Regions from separate parts of the Hordeum vulgare genome. Here region 1 is linked to region 2. Evidence: chromatin contacts called from public Hi-C data. All regions are on one chromosome and are shown on one strand. The core of a region is the stretch at or near the end of the contact, and the rest is flanking DNA. Distances in the headings are between cores, read along the strand shown. Region 1 holds the start of LOC123402244 (probable L-type lectin-domain containing receptor kinase S.5). Region 2 holds the start of LOC123403476 (galactan beta-1,4-galactosyltransferase GALS1-like).

Region 1 (5,720 bases), core at 622-3,121, 510 kb before region 2:
AATGCTTTTCTTCGTGGTGTTCTGGATGAGGGGGTTTACATGCGCCAGCCCCCGGGATTTGTTGACCCTTCTCGCCCTCATCATCTGTGTTGCCTGGTCAAGGCGCTCTATGGGCTGAAGCAGGCTCCTCGTGCATGGCATGCCAGGCTTGGCTCCGTTCTTTGGGCACTTGGTTTTGTTCCATCAACTGCTGACACATCGCTCTTTCTACTACGTGGGACTGAGGTAACAATGTATCTACCGATCTATGTTGATGACATTATCCTCATGAGCTCCTCCGATGCTGCTGCTGATCGGTTGATCTCTGCCTTGAGTGGTGATTTTGCGGTGAAAGATCTAGGCACCTTGCATTACTTCCTTGGGTTGGAGGTTTCTCGCTCTTCTGCTGGCTTGACACTCTCACAACATAAGTACTCTCTGGACTTGTTGCGACGGGCAGGTATGCTGATGTGCAAACAAGCCACCACTCTGATGTCTTCCACTGATCATTTGTCTGCATTTGATGGAGATCCTCTCACTTCTGATGATGCCACTGAGTATTGCAGTATTGTTGGTGGCTTGCAGTATCTGACCATCACTCGGCCAAACATCTCCTATGCAGTTAACCGGGTGTGTCAGTTCCTTCATGCTCCCACGATTTCTCATTCGACAGCATTTAAGCACATTCTCCGCTATGTTTGCCTTACTGCCCCGTACGGTTTGCTTCTTCAGCCTGCACAGTCTACGGAGCTCTTTGCATTCTCTGATGCAGATTGGGTTGGTAATCCAGATGACAGGCGATCCACGGGGCGGGGGGGGGGGGGGTGACATGCTCTATTCTTTGGTCCTATTTTGATTGCCTGGACTGCTCGTAAACAAGCTACGGTGTCTCGGAGTAGTACTGAGGCTGAATATAAAGCTTTTGCAAATGCTAGAGCTGAGATCATATGGGTACAATCCTTATTGAGAGAGTTGAGAGTTCCTCAAGCTCAACCGCCTGTCCTTTGGTGTGATAAAATTGGTGCTACTTATCTGTCATCTAATCCAGTGTTTCATGCTCAAACAAAACACATCGAAGTTGACTATCACTTTGTGCAGAAACGTGTTGCACAGAAGCTACTTCACATCAAGTTCATCTCCTCTAAAAATCAACTTGCTGACACCTTCACGAAGCCTCTACCTCAACCTCGGTTTGTAGGGTGTAGGCGCAATCTTAACATACTTTGTACCTAAGGGCATAGTTAAGATTAAGGGAGGGTGTTAGACTGTATTTACATATAGCTCTGGTATAGGTCTTGTATATTGTATTGTACACCCTCATGTACCCTGTTATATATATAAGATAGCCACACCTCAAGAAAGTGTCGAGCGGTTCCCAAAACCCTTTGTCTAATAATGCATGGTACATAAATTATTAAATTGGTACAAAAGGTAAGTAAATTATGATGATACATGAAATTGACGTCAAAGGTAAGTAAATTAAGATAAAATTGATGAAGAAAATAAGTAAATTAAGGTGATTGCTTAGTGTACATGAAACATGGGACAAAAGGCATGGTGGAAGAATAGAACCGATTGGACGAAAAAAGCCTAGTGACGGGACGTGATGAGAGGGGAAGGAGCGGTTGACAAGAATTCTGCGGCAGTAAAACTAACTTTGTGTATGTTTTAAGTAGATATAAAGATAAAGATAGAATGGTAGAGATGGAGATGGAGATGGAGATAGAGATAGAGATAAAGATTGATATGGATACTGATATAGTATATAGATACGCCGAAAAATAGGCATAGATCTAGATTTCCAACATGCTAAGTTCAGTGAAGATACCCTTTGTTGATTATTAGTTTTTTGCAAAACAGCAAATGTGTAAGAGTACACCAACACAAGGAACAAAACGGAGGCAGCAGTCCAATCCAGGCACAAGCATCCACTGACGACCCACCAACCCGCAGCCTCCTTATTTGTACAGATGCATGCACACCACGACTCCCTCCATTTCTCCACCACCTGGCCTGCCCACATCTCTCCTCTCTTCCTCAGTTCTCCTCCCCTCCTGAGAAAGCGAGGACTCAAACCCATGGCGCACTCCCGCCGCCGTCAACGCGCCACCACCAGCCTCGCCGTCCTCCTCCTGCTCTACGCCATCTCCGTATGCTCGCTCCTCCCCGCCGCCCGCGCCCAGGCCACCACCTTCACCAGCATCGTCGGCGGCAAGGAGTCCATCACCTTCTCCTTCCCCTCGTTCGACAACTCGCTGCGGCAGCTCCCCGGCAACCTCACCGTGCTGGGCAACGCCACCGTCAACGGGAATGCTCTGCAGATCACGCCGGACACCAGAAACGACCCGGAGAGGTTCCTCATCAACCAGACCGGCCGGGTCATGTTCCCCCGGGCCTACGTGCTCTGGGCCTCCGACGCGTCCAACTCCAGCGCCGACGGCCGGCGCGTCGCCTCCTTCTCCACCGTGTTCAAGGTCAACCTCTTCCGCGCGAACGCGTCCGTCAAGGGCGAAGGGTTGGCGTTCCTCATCGCGTCCGATGGCGCCGCCCCCCCGCCTCCCGGCAGCCACGGCGGCTACCTTGGCCTCACCAACGCGTCCACCGACGGTAGCGCCGCCAACGGGTTCGCGGCCGTGGAGCTGGACACAGTGAAGCAGGCCTACGACCCCGACGACAACCACGTCGGCCTCGACGTGAACGGCGTCCAGTCCAAGGTCGCCGCCTCCCTCACCCCCTTCGGCATCGACCTCGCGACCAACAACACCGACGACGACGGCAGCCACATGGTCTGGATCGAGTACAACGGCACGTCGCGGCACGTGTGGGTGTACATGGCCAAGAACGGGAGCAGGCCCGCCACTCCCGTGCTCAACGCGTCGCTGGACCTCTCGAGGGTCCTCCTCGGCAAGACGGCCTACTTCGGCTTCTCGGCGTCCACCGGCGTGCTGTACCAGCTCAACTGCTTGCACAGTTGGGACATGACGGTGGAGCTTCTCCCCGACGGCAGCGGCACCGGCAAGCAGCCGCTCTCCGGCTGGAAGCTCGGGCTGGCCATCGGCGCGCCGTGCGCCTTCGCCCTGGCGCTCGGTCTGTTCGCCGGCCTGTACATCAAGAGCAGGCGGAGGAGGATCGGGGACGACTCGAGCTCGATGGTCCGGAGCACCATTAACTTCGCCAGCATCCCCGGGGTGCCCAAGGAGTTCGACTACAAGGAGCTGAGGAAAGGGACGGGCAACTTCGACGAGAAGATGAAGCTGGGGCAGGGAGGGTACGGTGTGGTGTACCGCGCCACCGTGGTCGGGGAGCACGGGCAGAACATGGAGGTCGCCGTGAAACAGTTCTCCGGGGCCAACACCAAGGGACAGGAGGACTTCCTCGCCGAGCTTAGCATCATCAACCTCCTCCGCCACCGCAATCTCGTCAAGCTCCTCGGTAAACAACTGTTTCTTTAATTCTCTGCTCTGCACATTTCGCAACGTTCTTGATCAATAAAAATATTCCGTTCATCGCAGCCCCGTAGCTCTTTATAGTGCTTTTGATTCAAAGATTCTGCCAGAAACTGCATCATGGATGTCACTCAAAAATATCATCTTCATTCTAGGATGAGTCTCATTAGTTTTGCACTTCGGTTATGATTAAAGTAGACTAAAAAGAGGTTGCCTAAAGGGTTACGTGAAAGCGAACTTTTTATTTTTTATGCGAAAGTGAAAGCAAACCTTTGATTATGTCAAAAATTTGGTTACGTGAAAAACGAGTTGTAAATGTCAAACGCCGTCTATATAGATAGACGACAAAGGTAGGGGCATTTTCAGATTACGAATCAAAGGATAACGATGCAATCGAGATACTGATGGTTTAACTTACGAATAGGGACAACTACTCCAAGAAATTAGTTCTACTAGTACACTAGACTAGATTTCAAGTTTGCACCCAAGTATCTACTCCTATGACTAACCAGTTCCTATCTAGTGAAGGTTTGTTGCTTATATGATATGATTTGGGATTCCGGATCATGATTGCACTACCAATTTGACGACGCAATATTTGACCCGTCTATTAGTACTTCACATGCTCTACTGGCTTTGGAATAATAAAACAGTCTGAAGTAGTATACTAGTAGTACTAGACAACCTTGTCGCTAGAACAAAAATAGTCTAATTCTCTAATTAGCTGTTCACAATTCTGGAAATAAATCGATTAACCGCGGATGGTGAATTTGCAGGCTGGTGCCACCAGGACGGCGTGCTGCTGCTGGTGTACGACTTCATGCCCAACGGCAGCCTGGACAGGCACCTCTTCGGCGGGCCGGAGGCCCCGGTGCTCACCTGGGGCCAACGTTACAACATCGTCGCCGGCGTGGCCTCCGCCCTGAACTACCTCCACCACGAGTACGACCAGCGGGTGATCCACCGCGACATCAAGCCGTCCAACATCATGCTGGACGGCGCCTTCAACGCGCGTCTCGGCGACTTCGGCCTCGCCCGCGCGCTCGAGACCGACAAGACCTCCTACACCGACAAGATCGGCGTCCCGGGCACGCTGGGCTACATCGCGCCGGAGTGCTTCCACACGGGCAGGGCGACGCGGGAGTCGGACGTCTTCGGCTTCGGCGCCGTCATCCTGGAGATCGTCTCCGGCCGCCGCATCTCCTGCAGCAACGCCGCCGGGTGCAGCCAGCTGCTGGAGGGCGTGTGGCAGCTCCACGGCGCCGGCGGGGGCCGCATCCTCGAGGCCGTCGACAGGCGGCTCGTCGCCGGGGGGTTCGACGAGGGCGACGCGGAGCGGCTGCTGCTGCTGGGCCTCGCGTGCAGCCACCCGAACCCCGGGGAGCGGCCGAGGGCGCGCGCCATCGTGCAGATCCTGGCGCGCTCCGCGCCGCCGCCGGATGTGCCGGCGGCGAAGCCGGCCTTCATGTGGCCCGCGCTGCCGGTCGTGCTCGGGGACGACGACGGGGAGACGCCGGTGTCCGGGACCAGCACGGCGCTGACCTCCTCATCGTCGTACTACGCCTCGTCGGCGGGGTGGACGACGCAGAACTACCTGCTCACCAGGGAGCACGACGTGACGGACAGGGACATGTCCACGGCGTGAGGTGAGCGCCGGCGAGGGCGAGCCTGCCGGCCGCCATGCGAGGACGTATGAGTGAGTCAGTCAACGGCACGTGGGATCAAGATCAACAATTAGTTGGTCGTGTGTTCATGATGGTGAGCTCGTGACACCGACGTGGCGAATAAGATGTAGATAGTGATCAGTGTGCATGCTATATATGTCTGGGTTGGGGAGCTATAGCTTTTCATTTCTGGATTAAAGTGAGTAGTACTCCTACAACTTTTATCTGATCTTTTCGTTGATTGCCCTTTTGCCGTCGTGTCCAGTACTCCAAGTGCGGCTGTGTGTAAATAGCTAGCCGACTTCTCGGTGTTTTTAATGAGAGGTGGCCAGTTCTCTGTGCTGGCTTTTTTTTTTTTTGCGCAGACTCTGTGCTGGCTTTCTTTTAAAGTGAGTAGTATAAGAGTTGATATTTGTACCACAATACCAAGCAATGATTTTTTTTTTTTGCGGAAATAAAACTTGTACTCCCTCCGTTCCTAAATATAAGACCTTTTAGAGATTGTACTATAAACTACATACGGATGTACATAAACATATTTCAGAGTATAGATTCACTCATATTGCTCCGTATGTAGTCTCCTAGTAAAATCCTAAAAGGTCTTATATTTTGGAAGGGAGGGAGTATTACT
Region 2 (5,360 bases), core at 689-3,188:
TGAGCAAATGAGGAGAGCTATTGCTAATCAATGGTGGGGTTTTGCTGATGGTAAAAGGAAGATGCATTAGCGATCATGGGACTGGCTGACATGTCCAAAAGCTATGGGAGGTCTTGGTTTCAGAGATATGAGCATGTTTAATCAAGCAATGTTAGGCAAACAATGTTGGCAGTTACTCACAGAACCAAATTCCCTTTGTACTCGTGTTCTTAAGGGACGTTATTTTCCCAAATACAGACTTCTGGGATGCTAAATGTCCACGGTCTGCTTCCTATACTTGGCGGAGCATACTTCATGGCATGGATCTTGTCAAAAGAGGAGTCCGATGGGGTGTGGGTAATGGTGCCACAATCAAGATCCTGGAGGATAATTGGACTCCTGGAGTGAGACCTCAGTTTTTGCATTTGCTATCTCCTCTCTCGGACGGCAGAAGGTGAACTCTCTCTTTGATGATGATGGTTTTACTTGGAACATACATCTGGTCTGATCAGTCGTCGAGGAATCAATTGCGGATCAAGTGCTTCAACTTCCCATCAGTCGTTTTGGTGACACTCACTTTGTATCGTGTCGCATACTCGTTCTGGCACATACTCGGTCCGGTCTGCATATTAGTTGGCCAGGATGACAAAGATGATTTCCTCTTGTAGCAATACGGGCCGTGGTATGCCGTCTAATCTCCAAAGTGAAGCCACCTCCTGGAACAAAATTTGGGCGATCAAGGCGCCGGGGAAAATGTTGATAACTATATGGAGGTTCGCTCATGATTGCTTGCCAACGGGAATGCAGCTACACCGGAGACATATTCCTGCATCTAAGGTTTGTGTCCATTGTTCTGCTGATGAGCACATTGAACATGGATTGCTTTTTTGCCCATATGCACGAGCTGTTTGGTCTGATGTCAAAGATTACTTCAACGTGCATCTTTGTCGGAAAGGGTTCACAAATTGTAAAACATGGATCTTTGATTTTATGGCTCGTTGCTATGATCTTGCTGCTACAGTTCTTGCGGTCATGTGCTAGCATATTTGGGATGCTCGTAACAAACTCCAAGAAGAAAATATTAATCAGCATCCTTCTAGTCTTGCTCTGAAAATTAAAGCATATGTTGACATGATAGTGGAGCATTTGTTCAATACCAAAACCAACCATAGGCGTGAACCCTATACAACAGCATCCTGGGTTCCGCCGCCGCCAGGTAAGATGATGATAAACGTTGACGTTGCCCTTTTTACCAATGCGAGGAGCATGGGGGCAGGTGTGATGATGCGAGAGCATTCGGGTTCTTACATTGTTTGTTGTGGTATTGGTGTTCCTGAGGTAATCCTTCCTGAGCTAGCGGAGGCAATTGCAATCGAGAGAGGCTTGCAATTTGTATTGAGTGAAGGTCTACAGGAGGTCTTACTTGCTTCTGATTGTTTGACGGTTGTTCAACGTATTAATTCGCCGAGCCTGGATCGATCTTTTTGTGGTCCTGTGATTCAAGACATCAAGCAACTTAGAACTTCGTTCACTAGTTATTCTATATTTCATGTACGTCGGGAACAAAATGTTGTTGCACATTTGTTGGCTCGATCTTATAATCAGCTAGGGTGACGTGTTTGGCGTGATGTGTCTCCGGAATGCATCCGAGAAACTATTTGTATGGACATTATGTCATGATTTATAAAGCGGGTGTGTTATAAAAAAAATACAGACGTAAGTGTATACATACGCAAGCCCATTGTTGTGAACGCACAGACGAGCTGGTTATCAACCACGTGCGTGCGTGCGTACTGCCTGAGGCGAGACCGTGCAGGCGGCGACGGCTTTTCTACCGGAGACGAATCCAGGGAGGCGCGTCGCGCTGTTGCTTGCGACGGGTCCGCGCCGAAGTGGCGCCCGTTGAGGCACCGCGTTGTCCGGCCGCGGGCCTTGATTTCCTTCCGAAAACTTCTTCACCGCCAGCCGGCCACGACGCCCTACGAACGCGGTTGGTGGGCTGCGTTACGAACCGCGCGGATCGGCGGTTAAACCACTGACTTCATTTCTTCCTTCCCCTGCCCCGATCCAGCCACAGCCAGCCAGCCAGCCAGCCTTGACTGTTGCTTCGCGGCGCCGCCCCCCGCCTCCCCTACTCTCACCCGCAGCGCCCAGAACAATCCCCTCTCCCGTCGACAACCCACCGACCCCGTCGATTCCCGCCACCTTCCTCTCCCCCCCGTCACCCCCCACATTCCCCGCATCTCGGCCCCCTCTTGCCTTTTACTACAGCCCACCGAGCCTCCTGCGCCCGTACCCGAGCCCGTTCCCGGGAAAGATAACGAGGAAGGAGGACGGACGGTGGAGGGAAAGCGCGGCGCGCAACCGGAGCACGGCCCGTCTTCGCGGACCGCCGGCCGCGCGGGCGGATCGGCGAGTTGGTGGTCGTTTGGATTGCAGGGTCGTGCCCGTGCTCGTGGTCGTGCCCGTGCCATGAAGAAGAAAGACGCGGGAGGAGGCGGCGGTGGCGGTGGAGCGTTCGTGGCCGTCCCGTGCGTGGACATGAAGCTCTTCGTCGCCTCGCTCGCCTTCCTCACGCTCTTCGTCGCATTGTGGCAGCTCCAGCCCTACGGCACCCTCCTCGCCGCCGCACGCTCCTCCGCCTCCGCGCCGCCCTGCGCCCTCCCACTCGCCACAACCTCCGCCGCCGGTATTAGGATCAGCAACAACAACACGGAGGTCCACTCCGCCAACTCGACGTCCTCCGACACGGCCACAAAAAGCACACCGGGGACGACGTCGGCTCCGGACACCCCCGCCGTCGGCACTGTTCCGATGCGGCTGGCGAGGCCGGCGACGCGGCCGGAGGATCCGAACAAGCCTGTGCTCACTCGGCCGCACGAAAGCGCGGCGGCGCGGACCGAGGACCCAACCAAGCCGGTGCTCACTCGGCCGCACGAAAGCGCGGCGGCGCACGCGAAGGAGCCGAACAAACCGGTGTTCCTTCGGCCGCATGTAAGCGCGGTGGCGCGGGCGGAGGAGCCGAAAAGGCCGGTGCCCCGGCCGTCCGGCAACGCGGTGGCACGGGTGGAGAAGCCGAAAAGGCTGGTGCCCCGGCCGTCCGGCAACGCGGCCGTGCGCCCGGACGACCCAAACAAGCGGGTGCTCCGTCCGTACGGCAGCGCGGCGGCGCTGTTCGTCCAGATGGGCGCGTACCGGGGCGGGCCGCGGACGTTCGCCGTCGTGGGGCTGGCGTCCAAGCCCACCCACGTGTTCGGCACCCCCTACTTCAAGTGCGAGTGGCAGCCCAACCCGAGCGCCGCCGACCCGGCGCCGCGCACCGTCCGGACCAAGGCCTACAAGATCCTCCCGGACTGGGGGTACGGCCGCGTCTACACCACCGTCGTCGTCAACTGCACCTTCCCCGCCAACCCCAACGCGGCCAACGCCGGCGGCAAGCTGCTCGTCCACGCCTACTACTCCACCGCCTCCCGCCGGTACGAGCGCTTCGTCGCGCTCGAGGAGGCGCCGGGCTCCTACGACGAGTCCATCTTCAGCCCGCCGTTCCAGCACGACTACCTCTACTGCGGCTCCTCGCTCTACGGCAACCTCAGCGCCAGCCGCATGCGCGAGTGGATGGCGTACCACGCGCACTTCTTCGGGCCCAGGTCGCACTTCGTCTTCCACGACGCCGGCGGCGTCAGCCCGGAGGTGAGGGCGGTGCTGGACCCGTGGATCAGGGCGGGGCGGGTGACGGTGCAGGACATCCGGGCGCAGGCCGAGTTCGACAGCTACTACTACAACCAGTTCTTGGTGGTGAACGACTGCCTGCACCGGTACCGGCACGCCGCCAATTGGACCTTCTTCTTCGACGTCGACGAGTACCTCTACCTGCCAGACGGCCAGGCTCTGGACCAGGTGCTCGCCAAGCTCTCGGGCTACACGCAGTTCACCATCGAGCAGAATCCCATGTCCACCAAGCTCTGCGTCAAGAATCCGAGGAATGATTACTCAAGGTTCGTAATTTGATTTCTGTCCCGTATCTGGAGTAATTTCTGCTTGCCTCGTCCATTCCCGATTTAATTTTATGTTTATGATTGCGAGATCTCTGTCACGCCACCTCCCAAATTTAGCTTCAGATGTAGTATCAGGTTCAGGGTGGTAGGAAATACAATTTGTCCTGCCGGTTTGGTAGCATTCCCAGATATATATTTTAGCCGTTGGACCTTGGTTGTGTTGTTTAATCCAACAAACAAACATTCTCAAAGCGGTTACTTGTTTATGCAGTCTGTTGATCAATTGGGCAGTGAGCTGCTTGATTTCACCTTGCTCACTTTTTAATTAAAAATCGGTTAGATTTCCTTTGGTCAAATTGAGTCCTCTAGGGCAACATGGCGGTTGACACCTTCTCCTTTTGTTCTCCAGCTTCCATCACTGAACAAATTTCTTTGCATAGATAAAGCATCATTAGGTTTCACAACCAAAGGTCATTACTTAAGCAAATTTGGTTCTCCAACATCTTTCACCATTGAACCAACAATGTTTGTAAAGCACCAGTTGGTTTCACAAACAAAGGTCATTACTGTAAGAAATTCTGTTCTGCACCTTTCACCATTGAACCAACAATATTTGTAAAGCACCAGTTGGTTTCACAAACAAAGGTCATTACTTTAAAGACACTCTCCATTGAGCCAAAGATCTTAGGAAAGCATCATTAATTAATTATTTATTTATTTGAGATTAGGAAAGCATCATTTGGTTCTACAAACAAACATCAGTGCTTTTATACATTTTGTTCTCCAGCATGATTTGCTTCCACAATTAATGGTCATTGCTTTCTACCCGCCCGAAAACAAAGATGAATTGAGCCTAATCCTCAATATATACCAAGTTCCACAAATAAATTTGAAGATAGTTTTTGTCCTTGTTGTCGATTTTACATTTCAGTCTAATCGGCATTTCATCTTCCATTCTAAATAAGGGTATAGCAACAGTGTAATCTGAACTAACGGGCACATGCCATCGATGATGCAGGGAATGGGGATTTGAGAAGTTTGTCTTCCGCAACTCGATAACCAGGGTCCGGCGCGACCGCAAGTACGCGATCCAGGCGCGGAACGCATACGCGACCGGGGTGCACATGTCGCAGAACGTGTACGGGAGGTCGACGCACAAGACGGAGACCCTGATCAGGTACTACCACTACCACAACTCCATCAACGTGCTGGGTGAGCCGTGCCAGGAGTTCGTGCCGAGGCCTGGTCGCGGCCGCAAGGTCATGTTCGAGGGCGTCCCCTACGTGTACGACGACACCATGAAGCGCCTCGCCGGCGAGATCAGGCGATTCGAGAACGAAACCATCGGATCGTTGTCTCATACATAACGAACAGCGGCTGGGAGGT

The links. Hi-C and Micro-C count contacts between places; a contact is called where the count stands out from the background.
Region 1: a Hi-C map of seedling shows a contact between it and region 2, with 7 times the contacts expected there. The contact joins the promoter of LOC123402244 here to the promoter of LOC123403476 in region 2. A contact is called at or near these places in 2 of 6 Hi-C or Micro-C datasets (leaf and seedling).

The regions. Positions count from the first base shown.
Region 1 is chr6H:471,391,568-471,397,287 of MorexV3_pseudomolecules_assembly, reverse strand. It overlaps LOC123402244 (probable L-type lectin-domain containing receptor kinase S.5), which reads left to right and starts at 1,871. Exons shown (of 2, transcript XM_045096136.1): 1 at 1,871-3,411; 2 at 4,202-5,443. The coding sequence starts at 1,950. The coding sequence ends at 5,070.
Region 2 is chr6H:470,883,993-470,889,352 of MorexV3_pseudomolecules_assembly, reverse strand. LOC123403476 (galactan beta-1,4-galactosyltransferase GALS1-like) reads left to right here and starts at 1,938. Exons shown (of 2, transcript XM_045097414.1): 1 at 1,938-3,974; 2 at 4,993-5,360. The coding sequence starts at 2,452. The coding sequence ends at 5,341.